Linked DNA regions of Zea mays: region 1 is linked to region 2. A link is a contact called in public Hi-C data. All regions are on one chromosome and are shown on one strand. Each heading gives the region's core, a stretch centred on a gene start, on an enhancer-like site or on the middle of the called end of the contact. The rest is flanking DNA. Distances are from core to core; before and after follow the strand shown. Region 1 holds the start of LOC103649524. Region 2 holds the start of LOC103649523 (ACT domain-containing protein ACR12).

Region 1 (6,693 bases), core at 586-3,085, 350 kb before region 2:
AATTTCTATTTAACAAACTCAAAAGACATTACAATTATTGGCTATGAGCTATTATCAACTCGGGCATTCAGGTCGTTTTACAGCTATAATCAGGATAGCCAAAAACTCAGCTTATTGAGGCAGCAGATTCTCTGGACAGCAAAATTATCAAACAAGCTGCTACCCAGAGAATCGAGTTCCTGAAAAGCGACTACAAACAGGGCCTAACTCTATCGTTCATAAGCCTATTTCTTATCTTTCACTAAGTAGCCTGCAGGATACATTACTGTTCTGGTTGGATAAATAGGCTGCTCTCCCCGTAGTGAAATTCTAATGCTAACAAGATTAAAGTGAAGAACTTGCATACATACAGCAATACGTGTGCAACCAGCAAAAAATTAGTTAGGTGATAGATAAAAGCCAGCAACAATATTACCTAACAGAGGTACTTGGAGAACTCAGAGGGGAGGAAGGACATGGGACAGCCGGACCTTATTTTGGTCAAGTAAGCGCCCTCGGTTCCAATGGCATACTGCCTCCCATTGGTATACTGAGAAAATGACTCCACTCTCCTGGTGCTCATGTCAATGGTGACCAGCTACATATTCTTTCTCACGTATCCGAACTCGCTGATGACAAAGTGCACTACATGTGGCCTGTCCATGTCAGCTTGGGGGAACATGAGAATGTCATGCGGTAGGCACTCAGGGTTGGCAGACCAAAGCTCATCGGAGGTGACCGTGTAGTCCTCTTCCCATACACACCCAACCGTGTTCGGCTCCGTGATGTTGCATAACATGAGGGAGTGGCACCTGATAGTGAAGCCAGCACCAGCCGTTGGTGAACAGGAGCGCACCCCCCTCACGGGTGGTCGACATGCTGCGGTACAACCAGCAGCAGTCCTTGTTGCGAGTGTTGTTGTCAGGGAACTTGTCCAGAGGGAACTGGCTGAAGATAACAGTAGGGCTGGGCTCCCCAAACATATCGTAGAAAAGGATGCCTCGCTCATAGTCAACCCAGCAAAGCCAGCGGTCGACCAGGATAACCGTGTCGGTCTGCCATAAGCAAAGTTGCCAGATCACATTGGGGTCGGTGCTGCAGAGGATGGGCAAACGCATGGAGTCTCATTTGCCAGCTGATTTCAGGAACAAGTAGATGTCAGCAAAGGCCATGTAGCAGTTGTGCTTGTAAACCTACAGCTCTACCACCGCGAACTCTTCTTCGCCTCGGCACAGGAGGCCCATGGACCTGACCGCCAGTAGGCGTCATCCCCGAGAAGCACGTTTACGAGGTAGGCGGCCCTCACGGCGGCTACAATCCATGTCAGGCTCGGCACAAGGCGGGAGCGCAGTCAGCGAAGAGGAAGTGTCGGCACCTGAGGTGCTGTAGATGAAGAATTCCTGAACCAGACTTGCGAACATCATGGTGCCGACGCGAAACAGGACGCGATGCCGGTCGGTCGCCACGATGGCCTCGCTTCCGTCCGAGAAGGACTCGTCGTCCCTGCGGAAGACGACGCGCTCTAGCATCACCCAGTTGGGGACGACAGCGACGACGAAGAAAGGCTTCTCGTCCTCGAGAGACATGCGACCTTGAAACAGATTGCGAGATTAGGGGTGCCAAGGGGAATCTCTGCGACGACAAATTGGGAGATTTGTAGGTTGATGAGGCGTCTTACTGACGAAGGAGGAGGCGGCGGCCGATAAGGCGGAGGACGGAGGCGGCCAGAGGGGCGAGTTGTGGATCCGGTGACTTCCAGATTCCAGAGACCAAAGCGGATCTAGGGTTAGGGTGGGTGGCTACACCAACTTCTATATACCAGGGGCTCATACGCTGTTTGGGCCACTGGGTCGTTATTCCTGGGACTCCCCGACCGACGTAGGCTTCTTTAAATGGACCTTTATAATTCTGTATTATCTTCTGTGTCTTATCTTAGACAACTACGAATGCGTCCATGCTTTGCTATGAACAAAAATAATATATAACAATAATAAAAAAAATTTAAAAATGTTGCTTCAAATACACATATTATCACTCAAACAATACTAGCGGGATGCCCGTGCGTTGCTACAGTTGACAATTCATTCAAAAAATGCATACATCATAGTATTATACCAATAAAAACTAAATCAAGTTATGTTGTAACCAAGTAAAGATATTGTGTGTTGCTGATAAGTCAAGATATAAAACTATTTCAGAATCAGTCATGATCCTACTCTGCTCCATCGAGTTATAACCACAGTAATTATTCACTGCAACTCTTAAACAACTCAGGTAGCTGGACAAAACACACCTCAAACACCAGAAAAAAAAAACTACCATGTTTCTAGTCCAAACCAGTTGTGTTGCCGTTCTTTAGTTGTTCTTAAATTACCCTAATTTTGGCCGTTTATTTAGCAGAACTGCCTACACAACTTTGGCTAGACAGCAGAGTACAAATGATAAATGTTCATGAGTACAACTTTATTTTCTGTAATTGCAAGCACAGACGTGGAATTCAGTGCAAAATCAGAACGTGAAAGGCCCACACAATTCCAACCGAGAGTTGAGTTCCTCCATTACCTATATGTGAGGTTTGGTTGGTCTATACTTGAAATTTAAGGGTACTAAATGCAAATTATGTGACAGCTCTAACAACTCAATGCTTTTGGGCCCTCAGACGAAGGCAGCTTACATTTCCAAGCATGGCCACCATCAAATTAAATACATACCCCTTCTATTAATTATTAATTACAAAAGTGGTTCTAATTAATGTTTATCTTGTGTTAACTAACAACATTGCTAGAATAAAGGTAAGTAGGTTATTTTAACACACATCTAAATATTTTTGTCAATTCTAAAGAATATTATTATTTTCATAAAAGTACGCTAGCATGAAAAATGTAATGCTATGATCCAAATTGCATATACTTACTTGAGGCATGCTGAATTCAGAGTCCAATTTACATATCAAAAGTTTATCACATTTATTATCTAATCTGCAAATAAGTGACTCTATAAAGACATCTTTATCATTCTGTAATAATTAGAATATGATGTCAGGCTGCTAGTAATACAGATATCAAAATCAAATAAGCTTTTCAAGAGAATGATATATATAGACAACTACTGATTGTTAGAAATACAGAGATAACATAACAAAAACATGAAATAAAATAGAAAATTGGAGACTATATGTTTTATTATAGTACGCATCTACTAAGCGGGTTTTAATGTTTTATATTCCTTCAAGCAGTAAAAAAGAAGTCAAAGCTTCTACCTAAATTGTCTTCTGCAGTCCAGAATTAAGAAAAAAGGCCTCACAAAAAATATAGAGCATTATTATACGATATTATTGCAAAACAATCAGAGTGAAATATCTAAAAAAGGCTGAATTTAGCTTTTCTTGACAATCATAGTCACTTAGTAACAAAAAATAGTGTGTGATCAAGATCTAACCATTTCATTGCATTTAAAGCGTTTGCTAGGCACAAGAAACAATTTCTTCACGGACTTTAACGAAAAAGTCAAATGGAAATAGTCATTACGAGTGTAATCAACAGTATCCATAAAAAGCTCATGAGCAGGACCTATAGAGCTACTCACTTTTGTAATATATAGTTTATCAAGGTTAGGATTGGCTGCACGCTGAGCTGCAATTTGTGAACAGACCTGTGGGAAGAATAAAACATACATTCAGTCCTAGAGTGTAGTAAAAATAAAGACGAGTACTTGCAATTTTGATATGGGTGTAGCAATTTTGAGCTGCAATGTTTTCTGGGCACAGTTGGACGTCCTCCTGCGTGCGGATAATTATGAAAGCTTACAGGTTGATGGCTTCACATAATACTCTACAACACGACACTCATACATTATTCATGTCAGATGAGAGAGATGGGCACCTAAACCTAAGAAACTATCAGCACAACAAGTGTACCCTAATCCAGAAAACAAACATTCTCTGCGTGCTGACAAAGCTAAGTATTCACGAGACTGTACAAAAACATAAATCACACCACAAATACCAACATGATCACATGACCGTTGTCCAATGATGCTCAAATTGCGGCACTAGCAGCAACGTACCATATGAGCAATGATGTTCAGAAACATAAATCACAATGCAAATAGCATCATAACAATGATGTTAAGAAACATATATCACATCACAAATACCACCATAATCAGTCACATGACCATTGTCCAATGATGCTCAAATTGCGGCCCTAACAGCAAAATGTCATATGAGCAATGATATTTAGAAATATAATCTTTCAACAACTAGAGAAACGGAACTATTACAATAGACGAGATGATGATTAAACAGGCAGTGGTAACAGTAGCACAAAAGTTCACAGCTTTATAGCTTAGCTTCCTCCAAACGATCAGACATGAGAAACCTAAAAATAATCCTTCATAGTAACTTCAGTATGTCTGCCTAAACTGTAAAGCACATACTACAACTCTGACAAAATAAGAGTAAAACGAACATGAGTTACAAGTTCTGAACCCCGTGCATTATAGCTCTAGTTCTGATGGTTCTGATTCAGATTCAGTTTCTGATTTTGAATCTGATTCGGATTCCAGATCTGATTTGGTTGATTTTGAATCTAATTTGGGTTCTAATTAGGAACGGAGAGTAGAGGAGTACGCTTTGAAGTGTGGGGGTAGCGTATGGGGATCTTACTATACTTCTTGCGCTCTTGGCGCTTAGAAGTGACGGACGGCGCGTCGAAGTCGGAGGTCGATGGCGATGAAGAGTCGGTCTCGTAGTAGACCACTTTCCTCATCCTCTTATGCTTGTCGCCTCTCCGATGCGACTTGTGGGAAGAGGATTTCTTCTCCTTCCCCTTCCCTTTGTTGGAGGAGTTTTTCTTCTCCTTCCTCTTGTTGCGGGACTCTTCCGATGAAGTCGACTCGTGGCTTGTAGTGGGCTTGTCGTCGGTCTCCATCTTCTTCTTGGCGAGATCTCCCGACATCACTTCGAGCGGTTAGGCTCTAATGAAGCACCGGACTTTGATACCAATTGAAAGTCGCCTAGAGGGGGGTGAATAGGGCAAAACTGAAATTTATAAAATTAATCACAACTACAAGCCGGGTTAGCGTTAGAAATAATAATGAGTCCGAGAGAGAGGGCGCAAAACAAATCGCAAGCGAATGAAGAGTGTGACACGCGGATTTGTTTTACCGAGGTTCGGTTCTCGCAAACCTACTCCTCGTTGAGGAGGCCACAAAGGTCGGGTCTCTTTAAACCCTTACCCTCTCTCAAACGGTCCCTCGGACCGAGTGAGCTTCTCTTCTCAAATCAAAACCGGGAACAAAACTTCCCCGCAAGGACCACCACACAATTGGTGTCTCTTGCCTTGGTTACAAATGAGTTTTGATCACAAGAACAAGTGGGAAAGAAAAGAAGCAATCCAAGCGCAAGAGCTCAAAAGAACACGGCAAATCTCTCTCGCTAATCACTAAAGCCTTGTGTGGAATTGGAGAGGATTTGATCACTTGAGTGTGTCTAGAATTGAATGCCTAGCTCTTGTAAGTGGTTGAGAAGTGGAAAACTTGGATGACTTGAATGTGGGGTGGTTGGGGGTATTTATAGCCCCAACCACCAAACTAGCCGTTTGGTGGAGGCTGTCTGTCGTATGGTGCACCGGACAGTCCGGTGCACACCGGACATGTCCGGTGCGACAGCCACGTCACCCGGCCGTTAGGGTTCCGACCGTTGGAGCTCTGACTGCTGGGCCCGCCTGGATGTCCGGTGGCGCACCAGACATGCACTGTAGCGTGTCCGGTGCGCCATGACGCGCGTGCCTGACTTCTGCGCTCTAGCGCGCATTTAATGCGCCTGCAGGTGACCGTTGGCACCGAAATAGCCGTTGCTCTGCGGTTACACCGGACAGTCCGGTGTACACCGGACATGTCCGGTGAATTATAGCGGAGTAGCCGTTGCGAATTCCCGAAGCTGGCGAGTTCAGAGTCGCTTCATTCCTGGAACACCGGACACTGTCCGGTGTACACCGGACAGTCCGGTGAATTATAGCGGAGCGACTCTGCGTTTTCCCGAAGGTGAGGAGTTCAGCGCGTGAAGAACCCTGGTGCACCGGACATGTCCGGTGGCACACCGGACAGTCCGGTGCGCCAGACCAGGGTGCCTTCGGTTGTCCCTTGGCTCCTTTATTTGAACCTTTTCTCTTGATCTTTTTATTGGCTTATTGTGAACCTTTGGTACCTATAGATCTTATAGACTTGGGCAAACTAGTTAGTCCAATTATTTGTGTTGAGCAATTCAACCACCAAAATTAGTTTAGGAAAATGGTGTAAGCCTAATTCCCTTTCAAGCGGCGGCTGCCATCAAGGAGTTCCAGGCACGTGCAGAAGCTGAGTCCGGCTGCAAGCTGCTGGCGCTCCGGACGGATCGTGGTGGCGAGTTCACATCCAAGGAGTTCATGGAGTACTGCGCGGCGGACGGCGTGCACCGGCAGCTGACAGCGCCGTATTCCCCACAACAGAACGGCGTTGTCGAGCGCCAGAACGCCATGGTGGCCGGCACAGCACGCTGTCTGCTCAAGGCAAAGGGGCTGTCGACTTGGTTCTGGGGAGAGGCAGTGAACACTACCGTGTATCTCCTGAACCGGGTATCGACGAAGGCAGTAGAAGGCAAGACTCCGTTCGAGGCGTGGTACGGGAAGAAGCCGGCGGTACACCACCTGAAGACCTTCGGGTGCATTGTCTATG
Region 2 (6,213 bases), core at 880-3,379:
TCGTGGGCGACTTTGGGTAGATTTCACGGGTTCGACCGCAAGTGAGTTTTTGCTCTACCTGGCCTGTTTCCATATCTACAGAGAGCAGAGAGCAGAGAGCAGAGAGGAAGATGAAGAGAGAAAAATAGAGTCGCAACAGGAATCCAACTAAGATTAGTCCAATACCGACAGGAATTAGCACAAGTATGAGAGCATATTCTACACTACATGCCTAACTACGTATACTTATTGCACAACGCAAGATGAGCAACTCAAGTTGTCGTCCTGCTGATCCTGCATGCTTGGGCACCAAGCTGAGGAACCGAACAAGGCAGGCTGCTGCTGTTGCCTCTGCATCTGCATCTGCTCGCCAGTCAGTCAGTCAGTCAGCCACGCGCACGCTGGGCTGCTGGTTGGCCACACCTTTCCGGTCTAGTTTCCAAGAGTACCGGTAGGATACACCTAGTAACCTGGAATGGAAGCCTGGACGCGACCGCGCGCCAGGGACGATGGCTTGGCTAGTGATGGCGGCGGCCGCAAGCGGCGACTAAGATTTGGTGATTAGTGTTGTATATACTGTCTTCTTAACCGAGACCACAGCTCCATTGGATTCAACTGGGTTGACCTCATTCTCGGCTGATCTTTACTTCTTCACCCAGAACTGGAGAAGTGGAGAGCCGACAGCGGCAATCAGGGCTTGCTCGGACATGGCCAGGAGACGGCCGTTGAAGTAGACAAGGCCGGCGTTGGCGACCCCCGTGCCACGGGACGGGTCGACGAGCCCGCACAGCTCGCGGGCGTAGAACAGCGCCAAACACGCGATCCTGGAGTGCCAGTGCAGCTCGCCGATGGCCTTGGGGAACACGGCCCGCCCCAGCGCGCGCTCCTACCGGAGCTTGGCCGTCTCGGTGAACCGGCACGCGTACGATTCGGCCGCGCCGTTGCGGATGCGCACCGCGCGCACCGTCCCGTCGCCGTCGAACAGGTGGTGCCCTGCCGACGGCTCGAAGCTGGGGTTGACCCTGTTGCGCGCGTACACGCCCGAGATGAATGGTGGGATGCGGCCCGACACTGGCAGCGACCGCACCGGCGCCTGCTCGCCGACCGGCGCGAAGTTGCCGGCGATCTGCACGGCCGGGTCCGCCGACCGCGGTAGCGCGCGCGGCCGCTCCAGCAGGCCCCGATCACGCCCGACTTGCGGCATGGTGGTTGAGGTCACGGAGACTCTATAGCGTCGCGAGGGGGCGGGGCGCACGGCGTTTGCCGTGGAGGTTGTTGAGGGGTGGGGGATCCGTGCGCGGATCAGACGTGGGGGCGAGAACCGAGGGCACACAGACGGATGGTTTAGATTTGATGGAGGTAGATGGACGGTGTAGATTTGTGAAAGATAGAACCAGGAGAGGTAGACTAGTCTTTGCAGCCTTAATATAGTAGTATAGATTCATTCTCTGATTTTGTTAAATTTAGATAATTTCGGGTGTAGTGAGTATGGTTTGCGTATATCAGTCATCTACTATTATGATCGATAGTATTATATATACCTACATGTATATATATTGTCACGAATTTGTTGTATGATTTTTGAATTAGATTAGACTTAAAAGTACCTAGATTCTTATTACTTTGTTGTTGTCACGTAGTCCGTAATGTGGTTATTCGTTCTTGTTATTATAACATTATTCTGTTGCAACGCACGGATGGACTCGACACAGGACTGAGTATTCGTGATGGAGGCGTAGGAAAGGCAGGCTTAAGCCCTGTTTGGGAACAAAGTTTTTGAAAACCACAGTTTTTGAAATACTACAGTATACTTTAGTCATGACAATACCGCAGTTTACAATACCACAATTTTAGAAACTGAGATCTAAATCTAAGTTTAGAATACCTTAAAACAACTATAGTATTTGCAATACTTCAGTTTTGAAAACAGAGATTTTAGCCGGCTTGTCAAACACCATTCTGTATATAATATTGCAGTATTTAAAAATACTGCAGTATTCTTCAAAACTGTGAAAAAACTTCACTCCCAAACACCCCTTAAATCTAGCCGCTTCTGTTTTTTTTCCTATTCCCGTCTAGCGGTCTGGATCCAATCATGCAGTCCAAGTGGCGCGTAAAATAGTCGCCACGATCAGGCTCAGGCCCACTTGTGACGAAAGGAAACAACTAGTCCGACCCATAGGCTCGGTCAGCCCACCCCAGACCCCAGACCTTTCCCCTTCCGTCCCCGGCCGGCGCCAACGCCACTCCAGTGAGCCGAGGGCGGAGACGGTCACGGTGGGCAGAGTGACACGCCGCACGCCTCTCCGCCCCGCTCCGCTCCAGATTGCGCGCACCCACCCATGGCGCTCGCCGCTTCCCACCACGGCCTCCTGCCCTTCGCCCCCGCTGCCACGCCTACCCCGTCACGGTGGCACCTGCGCTTCCGCGCCGCGCGCCCTCTGCCCCGCCCCGCCCGGAGGTGAGCGATCTGATCCCCGCGGGGCCCGTTTCCCTGACGTCGTGCTCGCCGCCTCGCGCTGGTCGGATATTGCTCGCTGGCAGCCTCGAGTCTCAGCGGGATTATCCACTTGCGTTACTCGTATTAGAGTGCCAATGGTCTCGTAGGTGCCGGCTTTAGTTCTCTTTTGCTATAGGGATTTTTTCTTCTCGACCGGGAAAAAAAATTCTATGCAGGACCGACACGTTTACATGACGATCTCCGTGCGTCCCTTTGTGTCTGTCCTAGCTGACGAAGTGACGATCAGTTGGATCGAACTCGCTTAAACAGCCGGATCGAACATCTCCGTGTACCATGTGCCGTGAGCAGATTGATTAGACGGAAGGATTTTAGCATCAGCATGATTGGACGCCTCTAGCCTGTGCTCCATGGGTTTTACTTATACATGATCTCTGCATAGATTTTGTTTTCCATTTAGACCGTCTAATTCAGTGTTGTTCATTGTTCGACGGTCTCGTAGAGTTCTCCGTTGATGATTTGATAGATTCGTGTATGTATATGGGAAATTTGCCTGCGCCTATGATAAGTTGTGCAGTAGTAGGATTCATTTGGGAAGTTATGTCTGCCATCTCGTATCTCTTCATCCCCAACTCTATTGTTTCTTAATTCCTAAGTTATAGTATATACATGATAGTAATAGATAGATCTGTCCTGTATAATACTTCCATGTTCTATATACACTGTATATGTACTAATAATCTTTGTCTTTTGTAAATCTTCCCAACATATGTACTAATAATCTTTGTGTTTTGTAAATCTTCCCAGAATTTGTTGCCAATCTATCAACTCAGCTAATGTGTTGGGAGTTTCTTCAACGGTACAATTTCACACGACTGGTTTAATCAGTGGCAGACGCCACTTCTGTATTTATTCAGTTTGCTTTTTAATGTGTATTCTTGGGAAAATTATCACCCCAGACATCTGATGAGGCAGTCCCAGTCCCAGTTGTCCAGATAGATCAGGACTCAGACCGTGATGCGACCATTGTGCAGCTAAGTTTTGGAGATCGCTTGGGGGCACTACTTGACACGGTATATATTTTACATGCGCCACTGATGCTGTCTTTACATTGTTGCTGCTCAAAATTGTGATGTTTAAGTTTTTGTCATATCTGCCAATTATTTTTCCTGGTATTCACTGTTTGCAGATGAAAGCACTCAAGGACCTTGGCCTTGATGTCACAAAAGGAAGTGTGACAACTGACTCAGCTGTCACACAAACAAAGTTCCACATCATGCGATTGTGGGTGCTTGCTCCTTTCTGTTTTATTTTTTACGTGCAGCATCTAGTTATGTGTGTCTATTAGGAAAACTAAAGAGAGCATTCGCTGTTCCTGCACATATGCATATACCTTTATTCAGCTTTGATGTGATTAATTCTATCCATGTACACACATGGATTTCTTGAAATACTCTTCCATTAATTTTTCATTTAGCCTAGTGTTTTCTTGAGATATTTGATAGTAATCACATAATCCTCTCACATATGCTTTGTCACATATCAATTATTCACAGTATTGGCATTCCTTCTTGAAAATCCCTTGTTCAATCTTAGATGGAAAAAATGGTGGAACCCTTGAGACTTCTGGACCATGATTCCATCTAAATACTATAGTGTTACATTAACCGCTGCATAATTTTTATTTGGATTAGTTAACAGTAATATTTTCCCTTCCCTTTTGTATGTATCTAGTGGGCGCAAGGTTGAGGACCCTGACATGTTAGAAAGGATTCGGCTAACCATCATCAACAACCTTCTCCAGTACCATCCTGTATGTTTCAGATTCTTATGTGTTACTCTGTATCGTTTTTTCTTTACCTATTTTTTACTATCTGATTGAATGTAACTAACACCGTAGTCATGTCATCCTTGTGTAGGAATCAAGTGAGAAGTTAGCCATGGGTGAATTTTTTGGGATAAAACCTCCTGAGAAGAAGGCAAGTGCAATACTGTAAGGTGCCGTTTGGTTCACATATTGGTAACGTAATGGGTAATCAATAAGTCAATAACGTTACATCATGTTTATTTAAGTCCAACCGTAATCACATATCACACTAAAAATGGATACCGTCCATTCAAACTTGTTACCGTTGGTACTCGAATGTGAATCATTATTATTACTATTTACGTTACATTTCGTGAATCAAACAACACTTAAGGGTTGATTTGGTGACAAGGGGATCACGGGGGGATTGGAGGGGATTGAGGGGGAAATTAACTAATTTCCCCCTCAATCCCCTCCAATCCTCCCGTAATCCCGGCTCACCAAATCAGCCCTAAAGTGTAATGCATTCCCATTCTGTAATTTCAGATGCTGTTCTGTATCGTGTTATCTCGGTTTGGCCATCTTTTTAACTATGATCTGTGAGTTATCACTATTTTAGGAAATGGAAATCTATAAACAGTTAGGCTACAAATTTTACTTTGTTATGCTATTGGTTTGTGCTTTGACCTTTGATACATTATTAAGCCTGAATTTGCATTCTTTGATTTATGAACTGGTAGGTAGATGTTGATATTGCAACACATATAGTTGTTGAAGATGACGGACCAAAAAGAAGGTTTGATTCTGTCTTAGCATGATCCAAGCACGTACTATCACTTTTAAATTAACTGTTATTTTGCATGTTTCATAGCATGTTGTCGTGTTATATATGTCAATCTTATTGTTTACATGCCCTCGTGTATTGTTTTATCCTAGAAGAAGTCCTACACATGTGAAAATAAGATTGACACCAAGTGATGTACGTCCCAAATATTCTGTAGTACAAAATGAATTAGCTATTCATGTACACCTGTACAGCATGGTATAAGCCAGAACATCTTAGGCTTGAGCCATGTTTAGGCTGCGACATGTAGTATCAGTTCCTGTAGAAAAAATTGGAAAAAAAGTATACATTACTTCTCACACAAACCAAATAATAGTAAATTGGATCTGGTTACAGAGCATAAAAAGTTTGAAGTGTCATAGATAGGCTGAGAACATGTAGGCATGAGCAACACAATACTACTTGAGGCCATCAATGTTGTTTTTCCTTCTTCAGCCTATGTAATTGTGTTATTCTTTTCCTCCTTAAATGCAAGGCAGAGCTCCTGCCCTTTTTCTTCCAATTTTTTTGTGTGCTTTGTAATATGATCATTAAGTCATTAACTGAGTCAGGTTTCTTTTAGCTCTATATTTTGCTTTTCATGTAAGAATCAGCTTCAATTCATTTTTTGTGCCTACCTATTAGTCTTATCCTTTGTTCATTTGAACTTTGATGTGTCTCAACATGTTTGAAATGCATATTTGTCCTTCCCTATGGATCACTTCCAACACAAGTAGAATCTGAATTCACTGTGTATGCCATTTGTTCATACAATGATGCACATTTCCTTCCTCATCGATTTCTGTTGGAATTCCCAGCATACTTTACATAGAGACCGCCGACCGGCCTGGCCTACTTCTTGAGATAATCAAGATCATCGCGGACACAAATATTGATGTGGAATCAGCTGAGATTGATACTGAAGTATGCTACGTTTCACCCCCCTTGCTTTTTATAGTCGCTAAGACCATTAAAGCCTGTTAGATGATATTTGGCATTCTGTACAGGGTTTGGTTGCGAAGGACAAGTTTCATGTAAGTTACAGAGGTGGAAAACTAAACAGCTCCTTATCTCAGGTCTACTTCCTTGGTCATTCGAGCAACATCATGACCATTTCCTTAATGTTATTTTTTTCTGTCTTCGTTG

Evidence for each region. A called contact is a pair of places that touch in the nucleus more often than the background predicts.
Region 1: a contact with region 2 is called in a Hi-C map of ear, with 2.5 times the contacts expected there. The contact joins the promoter of LOC103649524 here to the promoter of LOC103649523 in region 2. A contact is called at or near these places in 2 of 25 Hi-C or Micro-C datasets (ear and tassel).

Annotation. Positions count from the first base shown.
Region 1 is chr3:1,122,280-1,128,972 of Zm-B73-REFERENCE-NAM-5.0, reverse strand. It overlaps LOC103649524, which reads right to left and starts at 1,835. Exons shown (of 7, transcript XM_035966118.1): 1 at 1,658-1,835; 2 at 416-1,570.
Region 2 is chr3:771,189-777,401 of Zm-B73-REFERENCE-NAM-5.0, reverse strand. It overlaps LOC103649523 (ACT domain-containing protein ACR12), which reads left to right and starts at 2,129. Exons shown (of 10, transcript XM_008675242.3): 1 at 2,129-2,440; 2 at 3,245-3,296; 3 at 3,397-3,510; 4 at 3,627-3,721; 5 at 4,172-4,250; 6 at 4,357-4,416; 7 at 4,985-5,040; 8 at 5,886-5,991; 9 at 6,075-6,143. The coding sequence starts at 2,322.